Linked DNA regions of Macaca mulatta: region 1 is linked to region 2. The links are chromatin contacts, called in public Hi-C maps. All regions are on one chromosome and are shown on one strand. The core of a region is the stretch at or near the end of the contact, and the rest is flanking DNA. Distances in the headings are between cores, read along the strand shown.

The links. Hi-C and Micro-C count contacts between places; a contact is called where the count stands out from the background.
Region 1: a contact with region 2 is called in a Hi-C map of fetal cortical plate, with 3 times the contacts expected there. The contact joins the promoter of LAMTOR3 here to the promoter of TRMT10A in region 2. A contact is called at or near these places in 3 of 14 Hi-C or Micro-C datasets (CD4 T cells, fetal cortex germinal zone and fetal cortical plate).

Annotation. Positions count from the first base shown.
Region 1 is chr5:109,211,736-109,216,549 of T2T-MMU8v2.0, forward strand. It overlaps LAMTOR3 (late endosomal/lysosomal adaptor, MAPK and MTOR activator 3), which reads right to left and starts at 1,650. Exons shown (of 7, transcript NM_001257535.1): 1 at 1,468-1,650; 2 at 1,089-1,134. The coding sequence starts at 1,097. It overlaps LOC144340815, which reads left to right and starts at 1,552. Exons shown (of 4, transcript XM_078002026.1): 1 at 1,552-1,800. The coding sequence starts at 1,552. It overlaps DNAJB14 (DnaJ heat shock protein family (Hsp40) member B14), which reads right to left. Exons shown (of 7, transcript XM_015138877.3): 7 at 3,376-4,814.
Region 2 is chr5:108,891,810-108,897,368 of T2T-MMU8v2.0, forward strand. TRMT10A (tRNA methyltransferase 10A) reads right to left here and starts at 4,052. Exons shown (of 8, transcript XM_015138874.3): 1 at 3,926-4,052. It overlaps MIR7190 (microRNA mir-7190), which reads right to left and starts at 3,681; the gene lies at 3,610-3,681.

The sequences.
Region 1 (4,814 bases), core at 400-2,899, 320 kb after region 2:
AGGCCAGGCTGGTCTCGAACTCCTGACCTCAGGTGATCCACCCGCCTTGGCTTCCCACAGTGCTGGGATTACAGACGTGAGCCACCACGCCCAGCCCAGACTTACAGAATATAAGATAAATGGCGAAGTGTGTCAAGTGTTTAACACTAAACACAGTTAAGACTAAAGAAATATAAGACTATTTTATTTTTCTAAGCTGGGGCTCACTGCAACTTCCAAGTTCTGGGCTCAAGCAATCCTTCCGCCTCACTTCCAGCATAGCTGGGACTACAGGGTTATCAATGCGCCTGGTTTTTAAATTTCTTTTTGTATAACGGGGTCTTGCTACGTTGCCCAGGCTGATCTTGAACTCCCAGCCTCAAGTGATCCTTCCATCTCGGCATCCCAAAATGCTGAGATTACAGACGAAGCCACCTCACCGGCCAGAAGATTATCTTATTTTGTCTCATTACACTCTCTCATCCCAGGAATTTCACTGACACTTGAGGTATCAATTTTGACCTCGCATGGATTAATCAGGTATCTGTTGTTTTGAGCCTCCAACACTTACTATTCTCCAAACCCGAATGATCATTTTATTTCATGTTATGACTATTGGCTTATTTTTGCTCTCATCCTACACACACACACACACCCCTCATTTTATTTCATGTTATGTTTCTAAAGAGGCATGGGTTAGAAATCATCGTAAATTGCCACAATAAACCTAATAAGATATTGTTACCACTTACTGGAAAAAAGTATTCTGGGTACATGTCCTACTGACCAAATTCTGACAGGAAAAGCAGCGAACCATCATTCAGAATTTCAAATGGTAAATACACAGAGCCTCTCTTATACCCCAGCTGGATTGGTGAGGAGGGAGAATATAATTTTCTCAGTCTCAAGCACCTTAGTGTCCTCCACCCCCATTCGAGGCAGAAACTCAGGATCCTGCAAATTCATTCATATTAGTCTCCCATTTCACATACAAGAGAAAATAATTAACTGGGATGGGTGGGGATGGGAGGATCTTCTACCTCTCCCCGCTCAGTATTCCCCTCCAAATTCCCCACTCTCCCTTCCTCTTATGTGGGGGTGTCACTCACATCCGCCATGATGAACCCCTTTCTCTCGCAGGATCAATCTCCACGCCTGGAAGAGAAACTCCCGGTGACTCTTACCTCTTTGGCTTCCTCGTCCTCCCCACCCCCAACTTAATAAGCAAGATCAGCCCTGGTCAGAACCCGGCAAAACCCCCGCGGTTCTAGGGCTTGGCCCAGCGAGCCCAGTGGGAGTCGGAGTGCCCCAACACCCCCACGGGTACTCAGCTGGCACGCCTTGCCTCAGCCCACCCCATCCCTGCCCCTCCACCCCAAAGAGCTAGGCCCAAACAAAAGAAGAGGGGGCCCTCTCCTTCTGTTTAGTCTCACCACCCGCGCCACCTCCGGGACTAGGCCTCAAACCAGGCAAAGTAGCGCCAGTTACCTGGGGTTTCTGGGTTGCCTGGTTCTCTCCGTTGTCACTTCAGGGACAGCTTTAAAGACAGGTTCCTCCTCAAGCCACCGTCACATGATTGATGACCTCTTCGGCGCTCCGGGAAGCACTTTCTACGCCGTCGCCCCACGATACTGGATTTCCGGAAGGGCCTGGCGGAAGCTTCGAGGGCGCGGCCGCCCGACGCGCCCCGCCCCTCCCCCGCCCACCGCGGGCCGCGTCTTGCGCCTGCGCCTTGTGTCACGGGCCGAGGGACGTCAGCTGTGGGGTAGAGGATTTGTACGAGATCGCTGGACCCTGAGGACCCCAGAAAATGCAAGCAAGGTTATGTGTTACAAGACATTCTTGTGCAGAGAGGGTGTATAAATGTCATTAGTTTTTCAGGGTCCGTTATCTTAAAACCTTTTCTTGTAGATGAAGTAATTTGAGGGGATGGTGTGATGAGCTGAAGAGCAAGCAACAGATTGCCTGTGATTGGAAGTATCAGGTCCACAGGTTTCTGACTTGTTTCCTAGGTTCTTGTGACTTCCCCATGGGTGCTCTTTACTCAAGGCCTTATCTAGATTGAATGGGGAGGAGCCATGGGTTTTCTGGAGCACTTCAAGCGTCTACTTTTAACATGCAGACACGGGATTACGGGTACTTTCTATGTTCCCTTTTACATCAGAATTTTTAAAAATTAGTAAGGTCTCATATAATAAATAATAATTGGAAAAAAAAAAAAAAAAAAAAAAAAAAGCCTTGCCGGGTGCGGTGACTGACGCCTGTAATCCCAGCACTTTGGGAGTCCGAGGCGGGACGATCCTTTGAGCCCAGGAGTTCCACACCAGCCTGGCAAGATAGAACCCCATCTCTACTACTACTACTACTACTAATAATAATAACAACAATAAAGAATTAGCCTTACGTGGCGTGCGCCAGGTACTCCGGAAGCTGAGGCATGAGGATCCCTTCAGCCCAGGGTTTGAGGCTGCATTGAGTGGTGATCGCCCCACTGAACTCCAGCTTGAGTGACAGAGCGAGATGCTCAAAAGAAAAGCTTCTTTAGAAATCACATCCTCTTTCAGCTACCACCCTGTTTTTCCTCTACTCCCTTTCATAGCCAAATTTTCAGAAAATTTTAGCCTGGTTTTTAATTGCTGCTTGCATGTCACAAATCTAATCAGAGTTCTGTTGATTCTACCTCCTATCTTTGAAAACTAGTCACCTATCTATGTTCGTACCCTAGTGCAAGCCATGATCATCTCTCTCTTGACAATAACCTCCTATTCTTCTTACATTCTCTTTTGCCCTCCAGTCTCCATAGAGCAACAAAAATGATGTTCTAAAAACCCAAATCGGATCATTTAACTCCTTTCTTGAAAATCAACTTTATTATAAAGTTCAATATCAGCATCATGGTTTATATATCGTTCTTATGGGGATCTGGCCCCTATATTGATTCTCTCACCTACCCTGGATTCCTTATGCTATGATCATACAAGTTTGTTTCCACTTCCATAAAGATTTTTATCACTTTACCAACTTAGCACATTCTGCCTGAGATATTTCTCTAGCATACCTTAATCCTACTAATCTCTTCTTTTGCCTTTCAGCTTAAACTCACTCTCAGAGAAGCCTTTCCTGACCCTCACTGAATAGTTTAGGCCTTCTAGATAAATGCTTTCATTGTGCCCTGTAATTTTCTTTGTAGAATTTATCATAATTATAATTATTTACTTGATATTTATTTTCTTTGCTAGATGGAAACTCTAAGGTTTTTGTCTTTCTTATTCAATGATTGATTCCCAGCACCCAGCTCACTGCCTGGGATATAGCAAGCATTGATACACTTGTTGCCTAGTTGAATGAATGAAAGAGTGGCCATATTAAGAGTATAAAACATGATAAAAACAAACATTTTACAGTGAGAACAGACCTTTTTATTAATATATTGAGATAAACTACAGAGACTGAAAGACAAAAATTCATATTTCATTCAGAACATTCATTAAAAATCAAATGCATTTACTTTGCGTTCTCACAGAAAATTTTATTTAAGTCTGATATAACATTAAATATTTTACAAATCAGACATTTCATTTTAAAATCTAATTTATAATCCTGAATGCATTATAGACAAAGTAAGCTCTCCTTTACTAGTTTCATTTAACTTATACAAGGCTTCCATTATAATTCCATCAAACCTTAAAAATTACCTGCAGCTTTTAAAAATACATAAAGTAAATGGAAAGAAAGTCTTATGCAGCAATCCAAAAACCAAAACCAGAAATTGGCAAGAAGCATTTCTTAATACAGATAAACTGCAAAATATCATTTATGTGTGTTTCTTTCTTCTCACTGGTTTAATCATCCTATTCAAAATAATTCTTTTTGAAACTAATAATTACAATACTCCAATGTCACTGAAAATCTCTGATTTTAATTGTGTACTTAAATGGCAAAGTAGAATATCAGATTGAAATGTACAGTCTTGTGCTGAAGTGAATGAGGCTTGCCATGCCAGGTGTCATCTGCTATGCAGTTACAAGACATCTTGGCAACTAGTCATCCCAGTTTTTACTAACTTACTAAACAAGGACATTTCAAGAAATACTTCTTAACCCTATATATTTCCAGATGGCTGGATATAGAAAGATATAATTATGTTTGAAGCATGGACCTTATAATAGGAATCTCTGCATTAAAATATGAAAAAGAGCAACAGAAAGAAGTCACACCAATGAAATTGTGTTGACTGATTTTCAAAGTTAGAAATAAAAATATCCACTGCTAATGGAAGCCCTGCACTGTGCAAACATAGTGTGGTATATATTAAACAATCACACATTTGAGGTATTAGCTGGAAAAAAATATATATATACACCTGTACATAGACACATCCACAGAATATTCACAAATCTATTGGCCCCAACACCAGCAGATAGTCATATTAAATAAAAAAAATCACATACCAACAGGAAAAAGTTACACATAGGGAATTTACAAAAAATGTGGTACTATAATCCTTAATATAAGGAGTATGTTTTGAATTAATGTTTTGAGGAAAAGTGTTTCCATTTATATGAAAGTTATCTATTTAATAGTAATAAAACCAAAAAGGAAGCTGAATTCTAGGACTGTTTTGCCTGCCAAATTATTGAAGGGATGAACAAGAATTCCTTGAAAAGCCTCATTCTATCCTTTTTCTTTGTAACTAGAAATTAGAATTTAAAATGTTGGAAATTATTGCCAGATTACTTTCTTTTCATTGGTTTATAGGGTATTTTATGGATTTTAACTAGGCAATAGTCCAATGTGGTCAACAGACATGGTTTTTCAGCTGTTGAATGAAAATT
Region 2 (5,559 bases), core at 2,802-5,301:
AAAACCAAATAAAACAATATATACGTTACGACCAACTTTTTAAAAAAGGTATACACACACACAAGTTTAATTCTTACCCATGGTTTTCTATATTTTCTAAAGTTATGTAATGAAAATGTTTTTAATAAAACAAAAAATCTTAAAAAGAGATGAAAAGCATCTTTTCTATAGTCTTCTTTAATGCTGTAGAATGAGGGAGACTAAGAAAAGACAGAACTGATTTTTAAAACTGAAATCAATAACCAGGAAACAAATTCACTTGATACAAATTAAAAATAGGGCAATCTGAAAATGACTTTAAAATAAATTTGGCTGAAACATTTCAGAGAGGTCATAAGGGAATAATAACTATAATAACAAAACAGAAAATTGTGGTATAAAAGCAGGCTTTACTAAAAGGTAAAACAAGAATCTGAGAAAAAGAACAATTTGAAAACTAGGAAATGAAGACATAAAAACTTCAATAGAAGAGACAAACTCCAGATTACCTGGAGTCCCAAGAAGTAACTGATGACTTAGAAGACATCCTGACAATCTGACTCAGGATGCAGACAAAAATCGAACAGAAAAACAATATGGAGGAGCAGTAAAGACTTGGATAACAGAATGAGAGAGATAAAGGAAAACAAGGTAATTAGAGATAAACATATAGCCTTGAATGCACTTTTTTTTTTTTTTTTTTTAAGCTAGAAAGTAAGGTAAGCACTCAATTTAAGAAACTGGAGGTAGGGAAACTGAATAAGCCTAAAAAGACTACATGGAAAAAAATTTTTTAAATATATATTTTGATTCCCTGGATCACTTTTATTTTCCTTTCTTTCAATACACAATACATTAAATAAAATTCAGCAATGCAGGTATCCAAAACAATACCGGGTGGAGGAAACTTAAAAGCACAATTAAAATTCACAGAAAACAAACTGCTCTCTTCATGAAATAATAATATTCCAAGAGAGCACATTTCTGTTTATCAGTGGCATTATTTTCAGTTCTCTATTTTATTCAAAAACTGCACATGTTGATTACTTCTATGTGAAGATTTTTTTTTTTTTTTTTTTTTTTTTTTGAGACAGAGTCTCGCTCTGTGGCCCAGGCTGGAGTGCAGTGGCCCTATCTCGGCTCACTGCAACTTCCGCCTCCCGGGTTCAGGCGATTCCACCGCCTCAGCCTTCTGACTAGCTGGGATTCCAAGGGCGCGCCACCATGCGTGACTAATTTTTGTATTTTTAGTACAGAAGGGGTTTCACCACGTTGGTCAGGCTGGTCTCGAACTCCTGACCCTGGAGTGCAGTGGCCTGATCTCGGCTCACTGCAACTTCCGCCTCCCGGGTTCAGGCGATTCCACTGCCTCAGCCTTCTGCGTAGCTGGGATTCCAGGCGCGCACCACCATGCCTGGCTAATTTTTGTATTTTTAGTAGAGAAGGGGGTTTAACCACGTTGGTCAGGCTGGTCTCGAACTCCTGACCTCGTGATCCGCCCGCCTCGGCCTCCTGAAGTGCTGGGATTACAGACAAAAATCACCAGGCCTGGCTTACGTGAAGACTTTTTAAAAAGCAATTAATGTTTTACAGTTTATGTACACCAGGGGGAGCATTTGCTTTTCCTATCCAAGAAGTCTGCAGTTAAATTTAATTTGACCTGTCATAGTACAGCAATGTTTCAGTCTCCCAAATACAAGGAAAGGTGATGAGCTGGTCAACATCCTCATCTTCATCATCACCATCATCATCACCATCATCTTTTTAAAAACTATTCCTAATTAAGAAAACACACTGTACTAAGTGAAGTTTTTAGGCTTTAAACAAGCCAGGTGCACTGAGACAAATGGAATGCAACAAAAATGATGCCAGCTTGATATCTTATAAATTATTCCTTATAGTATACTTTACAAAGATATCTACCAACTCGCACTGTCTACACTATACAATAAGTATAATGTATATCTACACTGCACTATGTACCAGCGTGTTCAGATTGAATGTTAAGCAAAACATAGCATTTTATTAGGTATACTTGCTTTCTAATCGTTTTAGTTTGGGCAATAATTTATAAAATTCTGTGGCAGTTGTTCATTCCTTTCTCACATGCAGTGATGCTCATCGTACATTTTCATTCATTCAACCAAGTTCAACAAATGTTCAAGAATGTATTTTACAGTAACTATAAAAATATTTGTGTGAGGTCGGGCGCAGTGGCTCATGCGTGTAATCCCAACACTTTGGGAGGTCGAGGTGGGCGGATCACCTGAGGTCAGGAGTTCGAAACCAACATGGCAAAATCTCGTCTCTACTAAAAATACAAAAATTAGCCAAGCGTGGTGGTGGACGCCTGTCTAATCCCAGCTACTCGGGAGGCTGAGGCAGAAGAATCCCTTGAACCTGGGAGGCAGAGGTTTCAGTGAGCCAAGATCGCATCACTGCACTCCAGCTAGGGCAACAGAGCAAGACTTCGCCTCCTATGTGTGTGTGTGTGTGTGTGTGTGTGTGTGTGTGTGTGTGTGTGTGTGTGTGTGAAATTTTACTTTTGCATAAAATTTTAAAAATCTGTAGGGTTCATTTGCAGATATAGGTTATCAGGTGGGCTTACAAACTATCTTACATTGTATTTACATATCTTAGCACAGCTTAAGGCAAGGAGGATACATCCTAAATCAATGAGCACCAAAAGAAATAAAAAAGTTTTTTAAAACGGCATTAATTTATGGATTGGGATAAAATAAATATTCGTCGTAATTTATGACAGTCTCCCTTTCAGAAAAATCTCAACGAATGTGGGAATAATGCAGATTAGAATTAATGACTTGACAGCAATAGCAAAAGAATGTCCTTTTTTTTTTTTTTCTTTTTTTTTTTTTTTGAGACCCAGTCTCGCTAGGTCGCCCAGGCTGGAGTGCAGTGGCAAAATCTCGGCTCATTGCAACCTCTGCCTTCCGGGTTCAAGCAGTTTTCCTGCCTCAGATTCCTTAGCCGGGATTACTGGCATGCGCCACCACGCCCGGCTAATTTTGTATTTTTAGTAGAGACGGGGTTTCACCATGTTGGTCAGGCTGGTCCCGAACTCCTGACCTCAGGTGATCTACAACACGCCTTACCCTCCCAAAGTGCGGGGATTACAGGCGTGAGTCACCGCGCCTGGTCAGGAATGCCCTTTTTAAAGACACGCTGGCTAAACGTGGAGCAGCGAAAAGCCCTTTGTTCACTTCAGTTGTCAAGCCTTTTGAGCAGAGGGTTGGGAATGCAAGGGGCAGAGGAGATTCATAAAGTGACAAGTAATGTGTCGCCATCCTCTTTATATCTCTAGAAAAATTCCCAAAATTTAAAGTAGTTCAGTGAAATCAAGTAACACTTCGATCTTTTTAAAACCGTCCTCAGCTCACAGCACCTGCAGCAATTTCCCCTCGGGCTTTCTACATTTCAGAGGGTTCAGTCACGTCAGCCCTTCGCAGGAAAAATGAGGTAAGGCACCTTTAAAGAGGTAACGCCCACGGTCTCTGGCCACGAAGTGGCAGGGTCGTAACACGCTTTCCGGCCCTTTAGAGTACAGATTTCCCTCTCATTCTTTGCAAACTCACTTTTAACATACTACGGGCCGATGGCAACCCCAAAACACACGCCGACGAAGAGCGCACAACCACAGGGGCGGAGCCTCGCCCACTCTCCCTTCTACGCTCCCAGCCAGCGAACGCATTTCAGAGGCGGGATTAAGCTGCTGCTGGCGAACCAGGAAGCAGCTGGGTAGGCCGCGGGAGGCGCCTATCAATGACGTCATTTCCTTCGGCAACAGCGCAGCAGGACCACTTCCACACCACTGCTCCCCTCTACCCCGGAAGCCCTTGTTGGTAGTCGGGGGCTGCATGGCACGCACCCCTATGCGCCCAAATAATATCATAGTGCGGGGGAGCGCCAGCCAGTGCAGGACACTTACCGAGATGAGGAGTTGATAGGGAAGTGAAATCTCAGAAAGAAAGCCTTTCTAGGTTGGCCTGGTTACCGCTCACGCTTCCTTCCACAGAAACTTCAATTCCCAGAGGCAGGGGCGGTAGTTACACAGTGGAGGCTACGGCGGCTGCGTCTTACGTCATCGAACTGCGCCAATTTAGAACCCGCAATGGGAGAAAGGGGAGGGGTTTATGCGGGGCGGGGTGTGGAGTTAGGGTTTTGGGAGCGAGAGGTAGTTACAGTGATGTCTGTTTTTTCACGTTCAAGAAGTAAGTGTGTACCTGCAGACATGTATTTATTCATTCATATATTCTTGTGAGTATTGGATGGAGGAATTAAGATAGTCCCACCGTTAAAAACGCAAAATAACGAAGAAAGGCTTGTAATTTGTCTGTGTTCAAAATGAAACGCATCTCTTGCCTATATTATTTTTAATTTATACAGCAAATTACCATATCACATGATTTTACATAGCTCAAGTAGAAAATTAAATTCGAAAAGTGAGTCAGATTCACAATAAAATGCATTTAAATTTAGAATCTGTAAGGCTTTTTTATGGCTGAAGTAAAACAGTCATAACTTTACTCTTTATTCATTCCTTGAGCTATTTTTCCTATGCTGTTTTGCAGAACATCAGATGACATTTCATTGTTTATAATACTTGACCTTATATAATCTTTTTGCTATATATAGACCATGTCAACTGAGAGAGAAATGAAACACAATCCCATAGATTGTCGTTTTCTATTTAGTTTTTTCCCCTCTACTTCTAATAGGTGATTATTGCAGAATTTGAAGATAAGAATGAGGTTTGCATCTTTGAATAGAAGACTGGCTTCTCATATAGAAATAATTTTGAAGTAAATTATCCTTGATGCTTGAAGGTATTTGAACATGTTTAAAAGCTTCAATGAATAGAAAATTAAATCCAGAATTTGAGGTTCTCTAAAAGAGCCGAAATTTCTTTGACTTTAGTTACAAAACTACAGTCTTGCCATAAGCCCTTAAATTTTACTTGAAACACTATGTCAGCTATAACACTGTTGTGAGTGCCTCTTCTGTTTCTTCCTCATCTCAAACCTAAAAGATCTTTGTTAACTAAGCACTAGCAAAAAAGTCTGGATCCACTTCTGATCTGTTAGTAGGGCATCTTTTTTCAGCTGCCTCCATATCAGGGCAAAGAGTAGCTCAGGGAGGATTAGTAATTGGATATGTAGCCCTTCACATGTAGGTCATTAAATTCAGGCTGGCAAAGTAATGTGCCAAATCTTTCCACAGCTGTTCAGTTGCTTCTATGGGATCTGTTTTATAAATAATTATACATTTTTTTCAGAGTTAATACCTGGCATCCTTAGATATTTTAAGCAAAGTTTTAAAGCAAAAAAACAAACAAAAAAACCAAAAAAACAAAAACACTTCATATTCTAATAATGAAGTCAATAAATTTTCTTTTGACATGGACATCTAACTTTGTAGTCACTTGGTGCAAAATTTAAAATGATTCTAGTATTAATCCAAAGTAAGCACCAAAAAAGCACCAGCAAAAAAGTCAATTTAAAAAAATTGAAACATGGAAAGTTTAAGAAGGTGAAATCATATGAAACAATATTTTCATTGATT